3 separate regions of the Zea mays genome follow, and regions 1 and 2 are each linked to region 3. A link is a contact called in public Hi-C data. All regions are on one chromosome and are shown on one strand. Each heading gives the region's core, a stretch centred on a gene start, on an enhancer-like site or on the middle of the called end of the contact. The rest is flanking DNA. Distances are from core to core; before and after follow the strand shown.

The links. Hi-C and Micro-C count contacts between places; a contact is called where the count stands out from the background.
Region 1: a contact with region 3 is called in a Hi-C map of leaf, with 5 times the contacts expected there. The contact joins the promoter of LOC103644178 here to the promoter of LOC100285615 in region 3. A contact is called at or near these places in 4 of 25 Hi-C or Micro-C datasets (bundle sheath, ear, leaf and 1 more).
Region 2: a contact with region 3 is called in a Hi-C map of endosperm, with 2.7 times the contacts expected there. The contact joins the promoter of LOC103644177 here to the promoter of LOC100285615 in region 3. A contact is called at or near these places in 5 of 25 Hi-C or Micro-C datasets (bundle sheath, ear, endosperm and 2 more).

The regions. Positions count from the first base shown.
Region 1 is chr1:294,809,195-294,812,255 of Zm-B73-REFERENCE-NAM-5.0, forward strand. It overlaps LOC103644178, which reads left to right and starts at 1,615. Exons shown (of 3, transcript NM_001320784.1): 1 at 1,615-2,361; 2 at 2,481-2,673; 3 at 2,753-3,061. The coding sequence starts at 1,912.
Region 2 is chr1:294,715,971-294,718,923 of Zm-B73-REFERENCE-NAM-5.0, forward strand. It overlaps LOC103644177 (pyruvate kinase isozyme A, chloroplastic), which reads left to right and starts at 1,406. Exons shown (of 6, transcript XM_008667370.3): 1 at 1,406-2,276. The coding sequence starts at 1,740.
Region 3 is chr1:294,566,779-294,569,872 of Zm-B73-REFERENCE-NAM-5.0, forward strand. It overlaps LOC100285615 (WW domain-binding protein 11), which reads right to left and starts at 1,577. Exons shown (of 1, transcript NM_001158506.3): 1 at 869-1,577. The coding sequence starts at 1,514. The coding sequence ends at 1,014.

The DNA.
Region 1 (3,061 bases), core at 365-2,864, 240 kb after region 3:
TTTCTGAATTCAAAACGGAAAAGGGCATACTTGTGAAAATTTTCTCAAAAAGGTCTAAAAGAAAAAAAAAGGCGATCCTCGGATACCCTTTGTTGTTGTTCCTATATGTCCCTCGTCTGCAGGTGATTGTGTTTTTCGAGACATGGTGGATATGCTCATATTATTAAGGCTAGTGTGAATGTTATATCTTTCAAGTTAAAATCAGATAATCCGAGCGAGACGTGGTGATTTGATAGGTGAGTAATCGACCCTAGTAGGTGGTCCCACATGGTGGGTTCCTAATTCGCTACGACGCCTCGTTATATGTAACTCTTCCTCACTCGACCTAGTCCGGACTCGGCACCAAATGAGCATGAGCAGACAGGTGGCCCTCCCTTAGATGGGCTATGTAGAGGAGTGATAGATATGGTCTGGAACACACACTTGAATGACTAGTCCAAAGTGTCTACATATACGAGTGTGGTCAGTCAGGGACCTGTCACCAAGCTATCATTCATCCCTTAAGAGGGCTCACTCATAGTGTGCCCCTCACTTATTTTCGTCGATGTTAAGTGTCCGATGGTCCGACCAAATTGATCACTTATTTTCGCAAATTTGATTTAGGATGTGGAGTTCAGGTGGCCTATGTCAGAGTGGTAATGTGCTATATATTTTCACTATAAAATCTAAGGATCGAATCGGATTAGGATTGAGCTATATTACTATCTATTTTGAACTAAAATTAATTAAGGATCCTAACTTTTTGTGAAAAGAATTTTGAAACGTGCCATTACCATCCCTACATGCAACACTTGGAAAATATAGGGGTTTATGAGTGGTGACTTTGAGCATCTCTCATAGATTGAGCGGTTATATTTTGATTTTAATGAAAAGCCATCGACCGTCTTAGTCTATCTCGAGCAGTTTCTCTGTTCCATCATCTATTTAAAATTTCACTTTATAAATAATATTAAACAGTACTGAAACAATATTATCTATAGTATCGTGTTCCTTACTCTACGTAATCTAATATGGGCTTATGTCATCCAGCATTCAAATAAATAGTGGGCCCGTTTAGCTGCACTCCAAGACAGTTTTGCTGCCGCTGCTGACATCGTGAGAGAAATATGATACCGGAGCATGGCTGCCGAGAAGCGTTACAACTCGCTAGAAGACGAATAGACCCAACACCGCTAAGTATTCTGCTGGTCCCACCGCTCATATTAAAATAATAGCCCTATCCAGAAAATAAAATCCAGAAAACAAGGATGAGCCGGTAGTCGGTACACCACCGAGTCCACACTCTGCTGCCGTTCCCCACGTCCGCACACCATCCACCACCCCGCCTGCGAAAAATACCAGCACTACCCCTGTGACCTGAACCAAACCGTCACCCAAAGCCGGTGGGCGGTGGGCGACTCCGTCTTTGCGCGTTCCCCAGCACGAACGGCAACGCCGTGACCCCACGGCGCGGGCCGCGTGCCGGCGTCCCTGCGACCCATGGCGCGACCGGCTCCGCCACGTACCACTGATAGCCCGGTCCCACCGCACGGCGACGTCATGGTGGGCCCCGCCTGAGAGCACACCCCCAGTGACCCAGTCCCCCACCCCTTTTAAATTCGCCCAGTGTCCTCCCGTTTGAACCCCCTTCTTCTCTCTTGGTAGTTTTCGCCCCTCGCGTTGCGTGTATAGACTGTGAAAAAGAGGAGTGGGGAAGGGGAAAAAGAAGAAAGAAAGAGAGAGAGAGAGAGAGAGAGAGAGCGTTCACCGAGAATGGCCGTCGCCTCCGGCGAACGCCCGGCGTACGGGCAGTAGCACGCTGGGACTGGTGGTTGGTTTAGGCCGGTGGTGTGTTGGTGCGGTTGGCTCTGGGTTGGTTACTTGTGCGAGCGAGATTTTGTGGATGTAGGCAGTCGCTGCGCCTCATCCCTCATGCGATCGATGCCGTTCCAGCTCAAGACCGGTCACCACCACCACGGCGCCGCCATGGAAGGGAAGCCGCCGCCGCCGCCGACGACGCAGCAGCCTGCGCCGACGCCGAGGGTGTCGAGGCTCCGGAGGCTGCTCGGGCGGGTGTCTTCATCGGAGAAGTTCGCCGCGGATGGGAAGGACAGGGACAAGGACGAGAAGCTGCCGCCGCCGCCGCCGCCGTTGCCGCCCGCGACCGACGATGCGGACGCCGCGGGGTCACTGGGGCTGGACCGCATGGTGCTCAGTTTCATGGAAGAGGCCTCCGCCGTCGAGCGGCCGCCGCGGGGGCGTTGCAACTGCTTCAACGGCAGTAACCACGAGGAAAGCGACGAGGAGTTTGATTTCCTCCCCTCCGCGCACGCCTCGGCGACGGCCGCCGCTGGGGCAGGGGACGCCTTGGAGGCTCTGAAGGTGCGAAATCTCTTGCGAATTAATTAGGGAAATCTGCAATTCTTCCTTCCCCCCTTCCGAACTCAAACCCGAACCCCAAACCCACATGGATCGAAATGATACGAATGGTGTGTTGACAGGGCCTGGTGCAGAGCGCGAGCGTCGCGGAGCGGAATCTCCTGGCGGACGCGTCTAGGCTCGCCGACAAGTGCGGCAAGGGCTGCAAGGGCAAGGCGGAGTGCCGGCGCGCGGTGGCCGACGGCCTCAGGTCGCTGGGCTACGACGCCTCCGTGTGCACGTCGCGGTGGGAGAAGGCCCCCTCCCACCCAGCAGGTACGTGGTGGCGCGGTGGTTCGGTCCACAGCGTGTCCTGGCCGGTGCCCGGTGCTGACCGCGGAATCCGTGTGCGCAGGCGAGCACGAGTACATCGACGCCGTGGTGGGGAAGGGGAAGGAGCAGGAGGAGGAGGAGGTGAGGCTGATCGTGGAGGTGGACTTCCGGTCGCAGTTCGAGCTGGCGCGGTCGACCAAGGCGTACCGCGCGGCGCTCCAGGCGCTGCCGCCGCTGTTCGTGGGCACCCCGGACCGGCTCGGGCAGATCGTGGCGGTGGTGGCGGAGGCGGCGCGGCAGAGCCTCAAGAAGAAGGGGCTCCACTTCCCGCCGTGGCGGAAGCCGGAGTACATGCGCGCCAAGTGGCTGTCCCCGCACGTCCGCTGCGGCG
Region 2 (2,953 bases), core at 156-2,655, 150 kb after region 3:
TGGGGATCTAATTTGCAGGGAGGATCTTAGGGCGGATGAGGATCGGTGGAGCGGGCGGGGAACGATGGTTTGCGCGTGCGCGGAGTGGGCTGAGAGAGGGCATGGCTGAGGGAGCGAGGATCGAGTGCTAGCGCATGCTCGTTGGCGGAGGGGGAAGCGGATCCGCCACGCGCGAGCATGCGACTGGTTGTGCGCGGAGGGGGCCAAGCGGGATAGAGGCGAAATCCGCTGCACCCGCCATCCATGGCGGCATTTGCGGGGGCAGGGGCCTGCGGATTGCAGAGATTGCGCCCTTCCATCGACGATGGGGGCTAGCGGGCGGTGTGGGAGAGGGGCGGGGTCATGGTGTAGCCCTGATGGCTGGCGTGTGCGGTGTGCGGCGGTTAAGACGCACGCGGGGATGGCGAGGTCACGGAGGCAGGGGTCATTTTGGAGGCAGGGGTCGCAGGGAACGCATGACCGGGGCGGGAGCTATGGGATGGGGAGCGCGTGTGGGGCGAGCGGGGAACACGCGACGTGGGGGTGTGCTGCGTGATGGGGAAGGCGGGGCAGAAGAAAGGAGGCATCGCGAGACATGGGCAGGCGGGGCGGGGGCACGAGGGGCTGTCGACGCCCTCCTTACGTTCTTAATAGGAGTAGAGATTCAAATATAACCATCTCTTATTTCAAGATTTTCGTTAATTAAAGTTAGAAAATTATTGGAGAGTCAAAAATATATAGAAAACAATTTTTTCATATTAATGACTATAGATGATGATTTAGAAAGATTAGATGCTCTAAGATTGTCTCTAGCAACGTCCTCTATATACATCCTCTATATCCGTCCTTTACAATCTTCTCTAAAAGATTCCATCTCCTATATTTACTTTCTCTCCAACAACGTACTCTAAATCACGTCCTCTATATGTAAATACCTATATTAAAGACATTTTTAATTTTTTAATTTTTGTACATACGTATTTGTCATACTCTCAAATATATTGTACATATTTTAGTTTTATTAAACCGGTTGTTTAAAGTATTCAAATAGATAGAGAACCGTTCAAAGAAACTCTACATATAGAGGATCCAGCAGCGTTCTCTAAATTTAGAGGACCGTTTAGAGGACGTTGCTGGAGGGAGTAGAGAACATCCTCGTACTCTAAATTTAGGGTACAGGACTTTTTAGAGGGTCTTGTTGGAGCCAGCCTACCAAAGAATAAAACAAACATGTACTAAGTTTTTTTAGTGTGAAATATGTTCACTCAAATTAAAGGATTCTAAGACAACAGCAAAGGTTCCTCTCTCGTCAGTCCAAAGGCATGTCTGCCGAGTCTATCGAGCTTAACACGTGTGTTTAGACGGTGAACGTAGTGACATTTTCCGTTTCTTTCAAGGACCTGGTATTTTCTTCAGTGCAATGCTGGAAATGGTTTTAAAATCTTTTTTTTTTTGCCACCTTGGACTATTTTGATGAGTGATGAGTGATGACGATGAACAGCAGAAACAGGCAGGACCGTAGGGGCAGCAACAGGCCAACGGCGTGAAGTTGTGAACTGGTGATGCTTTTGTTGGCTTTTCGTCCATGCGTACCAACTACCACGGCATGGCAGTATGAGTAGATCCGAGAATCTGACAATCCAAGCGTCCTGCACTCCTGCTCCACCTCGATTCCTCCACAGCACACTCCCAAAACCAGAGCCACGCCGGCCGGCACACCGTCGCCTCCTTTGACTAGCCTCGCCGCCGCAGCGACAGCCATGGCCACCGCTGCCCGCTCCCTCCACCTCCCTGGTCCGACGCCTCCTAAATCCTCTACCCCCTCCTCCCACCGCCTCCCTGTCCCTTGCCACCTCCGCCCCCAACGCCGCCGCCTGGCCGCCTCGTCCTCCGACCTCACCTCCTTCCCCGAACCGCCCCCCGCCCCGAACGGCGTCTACGTGCCGTGGGCGGCGGCCTCCTCCGTGGCCGCGGCCGCGGCCTCCATCGTCGTGGACGCCGCCACCGAGGCGGAGCTGCGGGAGAACGGGTTCCGGAGCACGCGCCGCACCAAGCTCGTCTGCACCGTGGGCCCCGCCACCTGCGGCGCCGCCGAGCTCGAGGCGCTCGCCGTCGGCGGCATGAACGTCGCGCGGGTCAACATGTGCCACGGCGACCGCGAGTGGCACCGCGAAGTCATCCGCGCTGTCCGGAGGCTCAACGACGAGAAAGGGTTCGCGGTCGCCGTGATGATGGACACCGAGGGCAGCGAGATCCACATGGGCGACCTTGGCGGAGCGCCCTCCGCGAAGGCCGAGGTCAGCGCGCGACCCTGCTGCCTCAGCTTCATCTCGTTCCTTCGCCATCCTAGATTCATTCCATGCTTAAACACTGAATGATGTGCGGCTGACACACTGATTCGTCGTTCGTCCGCATCTGGCGAGATCTCGCGTGGACTACCTCACGAAGGTGGATATTATTCAGGATGAAGTTTAGCATGTAAAATCTGAGAAATTGTCCGATGGCACTCCTGAGTTTCATTTGAACATGTGAATGAAAAAAAAAACTCAGCTGCATAGGCTGAATTTGTTAAGGCTGTATATATTATTCCAAAAGCACTGGAGTTAACTATAACAGGAGTAATCTTGTTCATTAACCCTGTTTTTCTTTTAATTCATGTCTTGGACTATAGGTTGAGATAGTGTGTAATCTGACATGAGAGGGTTGAATTGAGCTACTGAACACATGAACCGTATTGTAAATTGTATCAGCATAAGAGTATTTCTGATTTGGAACTATGATAAAAAAAAGTAACCACTAAAGTCTTACAAGAGAAAATGCAAGTGTGCTATGATGCCATGATTTGACAAAAAACCTTTGAGTTTGTATCAGACTGTGTGAGTACTTCAAAAGGAGGGAATGCCTAAGTGTAAATGCTAAACCATTGGTGACCAACGTTTAGCCATTATTCAGGGTAAAAGGAAATGTAGACAGG
Region 3 (3,094 bases), core at 327-2,826:
CGACCTGAAATGTGTCGAAATGTGTCGAGCTTCAGGTCTAAATCCTGAAATGCGTCGACATGTGTGTCGTTATCTCAGCGCTATAACATATGGGTCAAGCTTCGAGTACAAATCCTGAAATAAGTCATTGATGTAGAGCTTGGCTTGGGATCCAAATCCTGAAATAAGTGAATCACGATCTAAATGTAATTTTGGTCGAAAATTAAGTTAAAGAACAAAAAAATTGGTTGTCCGATCGGGTCTAAATACCGAGGATCTAAATACTGAAATAAGGGGGTGTTTGGTTTCTAGGGACTAATGTTTAGTCCCTTCATTTTATTCATTTTTAGTCTATAAATTGCTAAATATAGAAACTAAAATAAAGTTTTAGTTTCTATATTTGGTAATTTTGGAACTAAAATGGAATAAATGTAGGGATTAGTCCCTACAAACCAAACACCCCCTAAGTCATCCAAAAAGTCTAAATGTAAATTTTAATCAAAATTTAGGTTAAAAAACAAAGCGAATTTTAAGCGATGGAGGCCCGTTACGAGCAGCACAGCTACAAAATGCCCAATTCGGATTGGCGGAAGCCGGCACAGGCCCACGGCAGACACGACCACGAATCAAAACGCGAGTCAGTAGAGGGAAGAACAGGGTGAATTCGAGTTGCGACCTTGCGAGTCCCGGCGCTCCGACCAAACAATGGGTGGTAGTGGCGCAGTTAGTTTTATAATAATAGTGAGACGAACTCAAGTTTAGTCGAGCAAACCAAACACCACCGTGGGCGCTCAGCGAGCGCCATTGCCACGAGCTCACGATCACGGATCACGCCAAGCTAGCTAAGCTACGGCACCGGTCGTCCTCGACTTTGATAGGTCCATTTTTAAACCAATAGCAAACTTGCCCAGCCGTGACCCGTGAACAACATGCCTTCTAACTACTTTGTACACTCCTACGTGGTTCATTCGCATGCCGCCCGCCCTGTCCACCTGCCACCGGCCCGCGCCATCGACGGCGGCGGAGCCACGGAGCTACACAAAGGGAGGCGGCGCCGTCGCGGTGCCTGGCGGCTCCGGCGGGACGACCTCGGGCGGCGGACTGGGCGGGTCCACCTCCGGGAGCTGTGGCGGCGGTACGTCGGGGTTGGGCGGCACGACAGGGACCTCCGGCGCCGGCGGCGACGGCATCGCCGGACCCGGGAGCTCCGGTCCGGGCGCTGGCTGCCCCGGCATCGGCACGTCGACGCCCGGCGGCGCGTTGAACTCTGGCGGCGTGTCGATGCTCGGCACCTCGTCCGGCGGGCGGTTCGTCCCCGGCACCTCGAGCGGCTGGCGGTCCGTGCCAGGCACCTCGGGCGGCGTCGTCTGGCCCGGGACCTCCGGCGGCGGCGGAGTGGCAGCGTGGCAGCGCACGCGGACGAGACCGGCGGACGAAGGCGGCGGCCGGCGGGCGAACGAACGCAACGCGCGCGCCGACGTCGCGGCCGCGCGGCACGGCGGGAGGAGCGACGACGTCACCAGGCTAGCCGGCATCCTTGCGCTCTGCTCTTCCTATCTTTGGCGTACACGACGACGATTGAGTACAAAACAAGAGGCATGGCACGGGAGGTCGGCTGAACACTTTATACGCCTGGCGACTTGACACGTCCGGCGACGACCAGGAGCACGTGTCCTGCTTTCCGAAAGAGGAGGCTTCTTGCGACACGTGCCGACGTGCGTACGTGCCTGTCAGAGTACTACCCACGAAGTTACTCTTATCTCATTTCCACAATTCACCGGGAACAACTACGGAGCTTTTCTTTATTCCGACTTGTTTAGAAGCTTTCAATTTTCACTCTAATCGATTTTGACACGAAATAATTGTTGAGTTTATGATCGATCATGTTAGCAAGCGGCGTCGTGAGGCACCTCCGGCGGGTAGAGCCCCACGGTATATATTAGTGACCATAATTAAAGTTTATTGTGTGTCGTCTTTTACTGCTTATGTAAGCCACCATCTACGGACGACGTTCTATAAACACTCCATATATAATGACGGTTTTGTCTGACTGATACCCGACTGATACCCGTATTTTTTTCCTTTCATATTAAAGAGTTTTCCACGTATATCTGTGTGTCGTTCTCTCTGTAATTTATTTGGTTGCTCTACTTGGTTTTTCTACCGTTTTTGCTAACAAAGATTAATATAAATTCAACTACATCCGAGCAAAACGTCAGCGAATTCGATTTCTCTATTGAATGAAACTTCACCCAAAAAAACTACAAATAAAGATCCTACTTTTTAAGCCCAGTTTAGATGCTTATAGATAGTAATTATGTGGCGATAATTATATCTTTTGAACCTAAATAGATAGTAGAGTAGTTAATTATTATTAGTTGGACATCTAAATAAATAACAACTAAGTCACTGATTATATAAAATCAAATGATACCAGCTAATAGGGCGTACCATCAAATTATCATGGCAAATCATCTTGAGATCCTATGGTGTATTTAGTTTGTGGAGTCACTCTATGCTTTATGAGGTGATGCATTATAAGTTAATTCCATCAATTTTGGTGGAATCAACCCGCACCTCATGTATATACTAATTATTAGCTTATGTGGAATGGGGTGGTGATAGATCAACTCATTCTATTCCACAAACCAAATAAATAAGTGAGGAGTGAGAAGAAGATGGATCACCTAATTCCTCAAACCAAACACACTACTAATGATCATCCTCCGTGCCTTTCACTGTACATTTGTACTACAGTACCTGACAAGGGACCTTAGGATTGTTCAACTTCTGCTTAGGATTCAGAGGTGAACAAAAACGACCAGACCTGCTCACCAAAAAAGGTTATAACACTTCAGTTCACCTGACCCTAAAAAGACCGTTTACTATTTGCCTCCACAAGAAACCACAAAATTATATGTCTTCAAGATCTAATTACTTCCCCCTACTCCTGTCCAGCTAAAAGTTTCAACATTCTATCATTTTATCAAGGACAGTTGGATTATCTTACTACCAAGCCAGTCCCTACAATGTGACTGAATACTCCAAATTTGCCCAACCTAGCACCTTTCTAAAAATGATGTTATTTAGAGCTAGTTTGGCGGACTCATTTTTC